Regions from separate parts of the Mus musculus genome. Here region 2 is linked to region 1. A link is a contact called in public HiChIP or PLAC-seq data. All regions are on one chromosome and are shown on one strand. Each heading gives the region's core, a stretch centred on a gene start, on an enhancer-like site or on the middle of the called end of the contact. The rest is flanking DNA. Distances are from core to core; before and after follow the strand shown.

Region 1 (3,671 bases), core at 665-3,164:
GGAACTGCAGGCTGGTGATCACTTCTTTATGTACACACAGGAAGTAGAGAGATAGATCTCGAAGGCTTTGAGGCTATAAACCCTCAAAGTTCACCCACAGTAATATGCTTCCTTCAGCAAGGCTGTATTATATAATGTCCCCACCTAACACCACGAGTAGTGATGGGACCAAATATTCAAATACAGTAGCCTATGGGAGATATTTCTTAATCAAACCTCCACAAAGCCACTGGCATTCAGTCCCTACCTAAATTTAAGGAGGAAAGAAGCATACTTGTTTTCAAGGAGATAAACAAGAATTCTTTATAGATCATAGGGGAATTCATATGACTGAGGCTTTTAAAATCCAGAATTTAATCCACAGAAGGGCTGGCATGTTGGACTGACTGGGGTAAACACTGGCTTGCTTTTTAAACTGGGAGACAGTAAACCATCTGGGGCACTGCTAGTTGGTCACCTGAGTCTAGAATAACAGGCATGAAAAGGAAGGACAGTCATGAACAAGTGGTAGATGCAAGCATTGTGTTGTGAATTCTATGCCTTGAGTAGGTACTTACTGCATGCTTGGTGATCCGATGAAAGTAGCAACTGGCAGTGAGACAGAGCTCTCATCTCTGCCAGCCAGCTGCTGTCTGTCTTTCACGGACTGCTTATCAGGATCTGTCCTGTGATAGACATAGTCCTACAATATCTGGTGCCAAGATTTGATTTGAAACCAAATGGAAAAGACCCAAACAGTTGGTGAATATCTAGGTGTTTCTGAGTTACGTTGCTATCACCTTCATTATCATCTGAGGCAAGGAAATATGAGCTGGTACAGTTCTTCTTAAAGAGGTCAGATGCTGGAACAGAAAGGAAGAAGGGGCCATATAAATTGATGCAATAGAAGTAATTTAAATCCACTTAATTTTCTTATGGCAGTGATGGGGATTGAACCTAGAAATTGTAAATGCTAGGCAACTGCTCTACCAACTAACCATATCTCTAGCCCTTCTTATTTTTTGTTAAGTTTTGAGATAGCCTTGAAATTCCAAACTTTTGATCCCTGACCCTCCTATGGCAGTGTCTCTAGTAGTTAGGATTGCAGAACTGCACCACTAGAGTATGTGGGGAGAGGTTATTGTAACTTTTAAATATATCTTATTGATAAAACATATGTGTACATGTGGAGGCCAGACAATACTTTGTTCATTCTCTCCTTTCCTTGTATGCATTCTGGGGATTGAACTCAGGTCATCCGGCTTGGTAGCAAACACCTTTACGTGCTAAAACATCACACTGGCCTGCTATTGTAACTTTTATTGGCAATTTTTACTGTTTAATTTAATAATAAAAAAAATCTTCCCTTAAGAGGAAATGTACACTCAGTAAATTGGCTTACTAGTCTTCAAAATAAGGCACACATGCAGAATGCCACCTGTTTAATTAATATAATTATTTTTGTCCTTACATAACTAGTGGCACTGATGAAGAACTGAGATGACTCTGAGAACATCTCCTGTGAATGAGATAGGCTAGCCTCTCCTGGCACGGATAATCATTATTATCTGTGCTCACTTGCAGGGCTGTGGAACCATCCTTAGGCATAACTAGGAGGCCAGAGCCATCTTTTAGCACTGGGTTAATTCAGACACAATATTTATGTATCTGCCTCAGCTCAAATGGAAATTTTAATAACAATTTTATCATGAATCAAAGCATTTGCATTAACAGTTAACTAAAATCGAATTGCCAGAATAAAACAAGCCTGGGCTCTTGAAGTTTACTCATCCATTATGCTAGTCACTGGCTCTCTAGTTTACTTTTTGTTCTGTTGCAATCTCCAGGCTTTGAATGATGCAGTAGAGAGCTGTACATGAGGAAAAACAAGTACACTGGTATAAAAACAAGTATTGTTCATATATGACCTAAATAGAGATCATGTGTGCCCAAAATAAGAAAGCCAGAGACTTCTAATCATAGCAATCATCAGGATGAATCACAGCCATTGAAAATGATGACACATAGCTCGAAAAAAATGCAGATGACAGAGTACAAAGATATTTTCTTCCAAAGCTAAGCTTCTAAACATGCAGTCTATGTATTCATCTTTGCAGGAAAGTTAATGAAGATGCAATAAGACCCAGAGTGGTCATTACCCTACTTTAAGGGAATATACTAGTAAATTATGTTGTCTTTAAGCTACAGGAGTTTTTGGCAATAGCATCACCAAAATATGGACTAAAATAAGGTGAGTTGAGGCAGCTGGCTCAGGTGCTACAGAGATCGCCAAAGACTAGGGGTATTTAGATCCCCAGTGCCCACAAAAATGTCAGGTGAGCATGGTAGCCTGCTTATAATCACAGCAAATAGGAGACAGTGAATAGGTAAGCTGAAGAAAGAGACTCTCCCTCAGAAATATTATGCAGAGAGTGATCAATGACAACACTTGACATCGAGGTCAGGCCTCTATTCACAATACAGACATGTACAATCACACACACACACACGCACACACATACACACACACACACATGCACCCACACACATGAGAACACAAAAACAAACAGTCAAAAACAGGTAATTAAGTTCAAAGAAACAAAATACCTTGGTAAGCAGAATTTTTAAAATGAAAAAGAATGAAAACAAAAGGTGACTTGTGATAGGTGACAGCTCTTACTCCACCTAACAGAAGACTATGTTCAGGAGGTTGAATTATAGGAGCTGATATCAAACAAATGATAGCATACCAAAGGCAATATGGATGTGAAAGCCAGAGTTAGAGTGAATGAAAATGTTTGTCACTGGTTTAAGCAAAACACACAAACAAAGAGAATAATTATATTGGCTATGGCTTGACAACAGTAAATAAAATCCAGGGAACCATTATGGCCTGAGTCTTGAGTTGATCTTCTCTCTCTCTCTCTCTCTCTCTCTCTCTCTCTCTCTCTCTCTCTCTCTCTCTGTCTCTCTCTGTCTGTCTCCCTCTGTCTCTGTCTCTCTCTGTCTCTCTCTCTCTCTGTCTTTCTCTCTGTCTCTCTCTCTCTCTGTCTCTCTAATAATCAAAACAAAAATCATATCTGTTTCAGTCATGGAATGTGGAATCTAGTCATAAAAAGAACTTAAATAAGCCAGGGTAACAATGGCAATCAAGTGTAGAGAACAGGTATCTTGAAGGACTTGAACATTTTTATTTTTGTTTACATTTATTTGTCTTTTTCTGTAGTGCATGCACACACATATACACATTGGCCCTATTGAAGTACTTTTGAAGTGATACAAATGCATATATTCCTTAGTGCCTTGGTTTCTTTCCCCATTGTTGTGGTAAAATCCTTTGACAAAAACTTTAGGGAGAAAATTTATTTAGCTCACCGTTCAATGTACACAGCCCATTAAGGCAAAGAAGTCACAGCAGCAGGGGCTTGGAGAAGCTAGCTAGTCATCACAATCGTCACCTGGTCTTCTCTATTCTAAATACAGCCCAGAATGCCCTGCCCCGAAACTGCCCACAGTTAAAATGGGTCTTAATCTGATTAATTCCCAAGAAGCCCCTCTCCAGGGGATTCTAGATTCTGTCAAGTTGATGATGAACACTAGCCAGAACACTCAGGAATGCCAGTTAGGGCTGCTATACTGAGAAGCATCTCTTCATTTGTAGATCTAGAGAGAACAAAGCAAGGAGTTGAGAA
Region 2 (3,671 bases), core at 799-3,298, 750 kb before region 1:
CCTCAAGTAGTCTGCATGACTTCTTCTGATACTGTGTAAGCTAGTTAGCAGAAAGGAGTGTTTATTGGTCCGTTGAGGTTGGAGTTTTAAGTTTTTCCAACATGCATGAGAAGACTTTATTCCAGCAGTTATAAACAAAATAAAACAAAACAAGTAAACAAAACATATCTTCAAATTGGATAGCTTTAGAACCAGAACAGGTCCTGAGAACTCCAACAGTGTGATCTAGCAGTACTTACTGCAAAGAGCCCGAGGAACAGAAGCAGTGTAAGTGGTTATGCTCATTTGATTAGTGGCTGCAACCAAAGCTTGTGATCAGCTAGAGCACAGATACTGCAACCGGAGCTTAGTGCAGGCCCTGCTCCAAGCCAATCTCTGTATGATTTGAATATGAAACATCTACCCAAAAGGCTCATATACTGAGGCTTGCTCTTCAGCTGGTGGCACTATTGACAGGCAATCATGAGGGTGCCACTTCATTATGGGTTAATCCATTGTTGAGTCTATACCGAATCAGCTCTTAGAAGATGGTCTGAAGGTGTGCATTTGCACCGTCTGTTTGGTCTGTGGTTTCTTACTGTATCTCTTTACTTCCTGTCTCCTATAGCATGTATGCACATTTCCTAATTTGTACTGTTTGCTGTATGGTAGTAGAATTCTACTTGATCAAGTTTGCAGTATGCTTCTGTGCTAAAACACCATGACTAAAAACAACTGGGGAAGATAGAGTCTGTGTCATTGTCTAACTCCTGTATCAGGATGCATCACAGGCAAGTCAGGGCAGGAACTCAGGCAGCTACCAGGAGGCAGGACCTGAGGTAGGGACTGTGAAGGGATGCTGCTTACTGGTGTGTTCAGCTGCTTTTATACACAGCCACTTGTCCAGGGATGGGTGGGCTGGGCCATCCCATTATAATAAATAATCAAGAAAATGATCCACAGATATGCCCAACATAAATTCTTTAATTGAAATTTCTTTCCAGGTATGTTAGGTTTCTGTCAAACTGAAAAAAAATTAACCAACACAAATTGACCATTGTCAACTTGACACACAAATACATCACTATTAAACCATAATCTTTTCTTTCTTGTCTATCTCCAAGATCTCATGTTAGTATCACAAGTAAAACATACAATAACTTTACCCCCCCCCATTGTTTGAAAATTTACAACATTTTAGAAGTTCAAATTCTCTTTAAAAATACAGTCTCTTAACGATGGGCTCCTGTAAATTCCAAGATATGTCACATGATTTCCGGAGTGAAGTGTTAGAGCACAGTTCCAATCAAATCAACATACAACCAACATTATCTATCCTACCAGTCAAGCCTGGAGCTCCATTTCCAGCATCTGGGACACTCATGAACTTCTATGTTCTGAAGAGCTTTGGCAATTCCACTTCTTTGGCTCTGGCATATGAAGTACAAACAGCTTGTTTGGTGGGCTTGGTTTCACTCCACACCTGCTGCTGTGCACAGAGGTTGTCTCAAGTTGGTTCAGACATCTACAATGATGAGCCAGCATCTTCAAAAATGGACTGGTCTGGCCTCTTCAGGGACTTTGACATTGTCACATGGTGCCAAGCCTCAGCTTCTCTCAATGATCCTCCAGTCTTGGGTTTCTATTGCAGCTGAGACTACATCTCCAACAATGGTCTCTCTTTAGAGACTTCCAATGCATTATACAGCAAAGGTTGTTATTTCACACTTGACCACTGGGGGGAAGTATGGCATTTCAAACATAGCGCACAGAGCAAGCAGTCAGGCCATTTCAGTATGCCTGTGACTCAGACACACTTTCTTTTGATTTAAATGTGCTCAGATCCACCCTGTGTTTGTGAAAGGAAATGGAGGACTATAATTACGTAAGAAGAATAGATAAAACGGAAAAAGAAAAGCACTTCCATTTCTAAGAATCACGATAGAGAATTAAAGACGAAAAGTAAGAAAAATGGCACGAATACCAAATGTTTTTCTGTGTGTCCTTAGTAATAGAGGTGAAAGATGTGCACAAGCTAGAACTTTGCTAATGCCGAGGAGAGCTCACAGGAAGTGTGGGTTAGAGCCTCAGAGCCTCACACAAACGTGGTGGGGCTGCTCTCCATATTTCCTTCCACATGGGAGGACCAGAAGATAAGAAAAAGACTGACAGAATATAATTTTCCTCAGGTAGGATGATCCCCAAGACAGAGAAGTGAACACTAGAGAGAAAGAATTTGAGTATAAACACTGCCTGAAATAAATGGTGGCTGAGGAGATAAACTGCTCTAGGAAGACACTGGAATGGTCAGACCCTGCAGGGGTAATGAGCTGAAACTATAGGGGTGTCAGTGAACACCAGTTACCAGAGCGTAGTAGCATTGGTAACAGTTTCCAAATATTGACTAAATGCTAAAATGAGCTACAACAGTGGCAATATAAAAGGGCATCAGGTGGTTTCATCTCAAGGAGTCAGTGTTTAGAGAACTATAGTTTTGTGATATGATTATAAGGTAGAAAGGATTGAGAAAGAAACATACATCTTTAAGCATTCAACTCAATGTTGGTTTGCTATGTTTCTGTCAAATATCTATTGGTTATAGACTAAATACTTCATGAGCTTTCCACCCACAGTTACATTGTACACTAAGGGAAGGGACCTCACAGGGAAGAGCTGCCTGGCCAAATGCAGCTCATCCCTTTTCTTTCAGTTCTGAGGAAATGTATTCCAAATGAAGCCTCAATGCAAAACATATTGCTGTCATGAGGGCATAATTAAATTGTACTTAAAATGCTTGAAACTCTAGGTAGAAACATTTCCTTAAAATTCATATTTTAGATGTTCAACATCCTTAATCATCGGGGAAATGCAAGTCAAAACAACCCTGAGATTCTACCTCACACCAGTCAGAATGGCTAAGATAAAAAATCCAGGTGATAGCAGACGATGGGGAGGATGTGGAGAAAGAGGAACACTCTGCCATTGCTGGTGGGATTGCAAGCTGGTACAACCACTCTGGAAATCACTTTGGCGGTTCCTCAGAAAACTGGACAAAGTACTACCAGAAGATCCAGCAATACCACTCCTGGGCATATACCCAGAAAATGTTCCAACTTGTAAAAAGGACACATGTTCCACTATGTTCATAGCAGCCTTATTTATAATAGCCAGAAGCTGAAAAAAACCTAGATGTCCCTCAACAGAGGAATGGATACAGAAAATGTGGTACATTTACACAATGGAGTACTGCTCAGCTATTAAAAATAATGAATTTATGAAATTCTTAGGCAAATGGATGGATCTGGAGGATATCATCCTGAGTGAGGTAACCCAATCACAAAAGAACACACATGACATGCACTCAGTGATAAGCAGATATTAGCCCAGAAACTTAGAATACCCAAGATACAATTTGCAAAACACATAAAACTCAAGAAGAAAGAAGGCCAAAGTGTGGATACTTTGTTCCTTCTTAGAATGGGGAGCAAAATACTCATGGAAGGTGTTACAGAGACAAAGTTTGGAGCTGAGATGGGAGGAAGGACCAACCAGAGACAGCCCCACTTGGGGATCCATCCCATAAACAACCACCAAACCGAGACACTATTGCATATGCCAGTAAGATTTTGCTGACAGGACCCTTGTAAGTCTATGCCAGTGCCTGGCAAACACAGAAGTGGATGTTCACAGTC

What was found. HiChIP or PLAC-seq counts read pairs in DNA pulled down with a chosen protein or histone mark.
Region 2: an H3K27ac HiChIP or PLAC-seq map of SST interneurons shows a contact between it and region 1, with 17 times the contacts expected there. The contact joins two enhancer-like sites. A contact is called at or near these places in 2 of 39 promoter capture datasets (embryonic stem cells and hippocampal neurons), 1 of 15 datasets of contacts at CTCF or cohesin (the NIH/3T3 cell line), 31 of 484 Hi-C or Micro-C datasets (the C2C12 cell line, the C3H10T1/2 cell line, CD4 T cells and 19 more) and 12 of 115 datasets of contacts at active chromatin or transcription factors (SST interneurons, differentiating embryonic stem cells, embryonic basal ganglia and 8 more).

The regions. Positions count from the first base shown.
Region 1 is chr2:21,971,779-21,975,449 of GRCm38.p6, reverse strand. No RefSeq gene overlaps it. Among named protein-coding and RNA genes, the nearest start is that of Gm39767, 9.4 kb to the right of the region's middle. Within about 2 kb of position 1,914, at least 6 of the 459 cell types and tissues checked have an H3K27ac peak or open chromatin away from gene starts, as enhancers often do. A contact at or near this core is called in SST interneurons, where this site is marked.
Region 2 is chr2:22,720,093-22,723,763 of GRCm38.p6, reverse strand. No RefSeq gene overlaps it. Among named protein-coding and RNA genes, the nearest start is that of Apbb1ip, 52 kb to the left of the region's middle. Within about 2 kb of position 2,048, at least 80 of the 459 cell types and tissues checked have an H3K27ac peak or open chromatin away from gene starts, as enhancers often do. A contact at or near this core is called in SST interneurons, where this site is marked.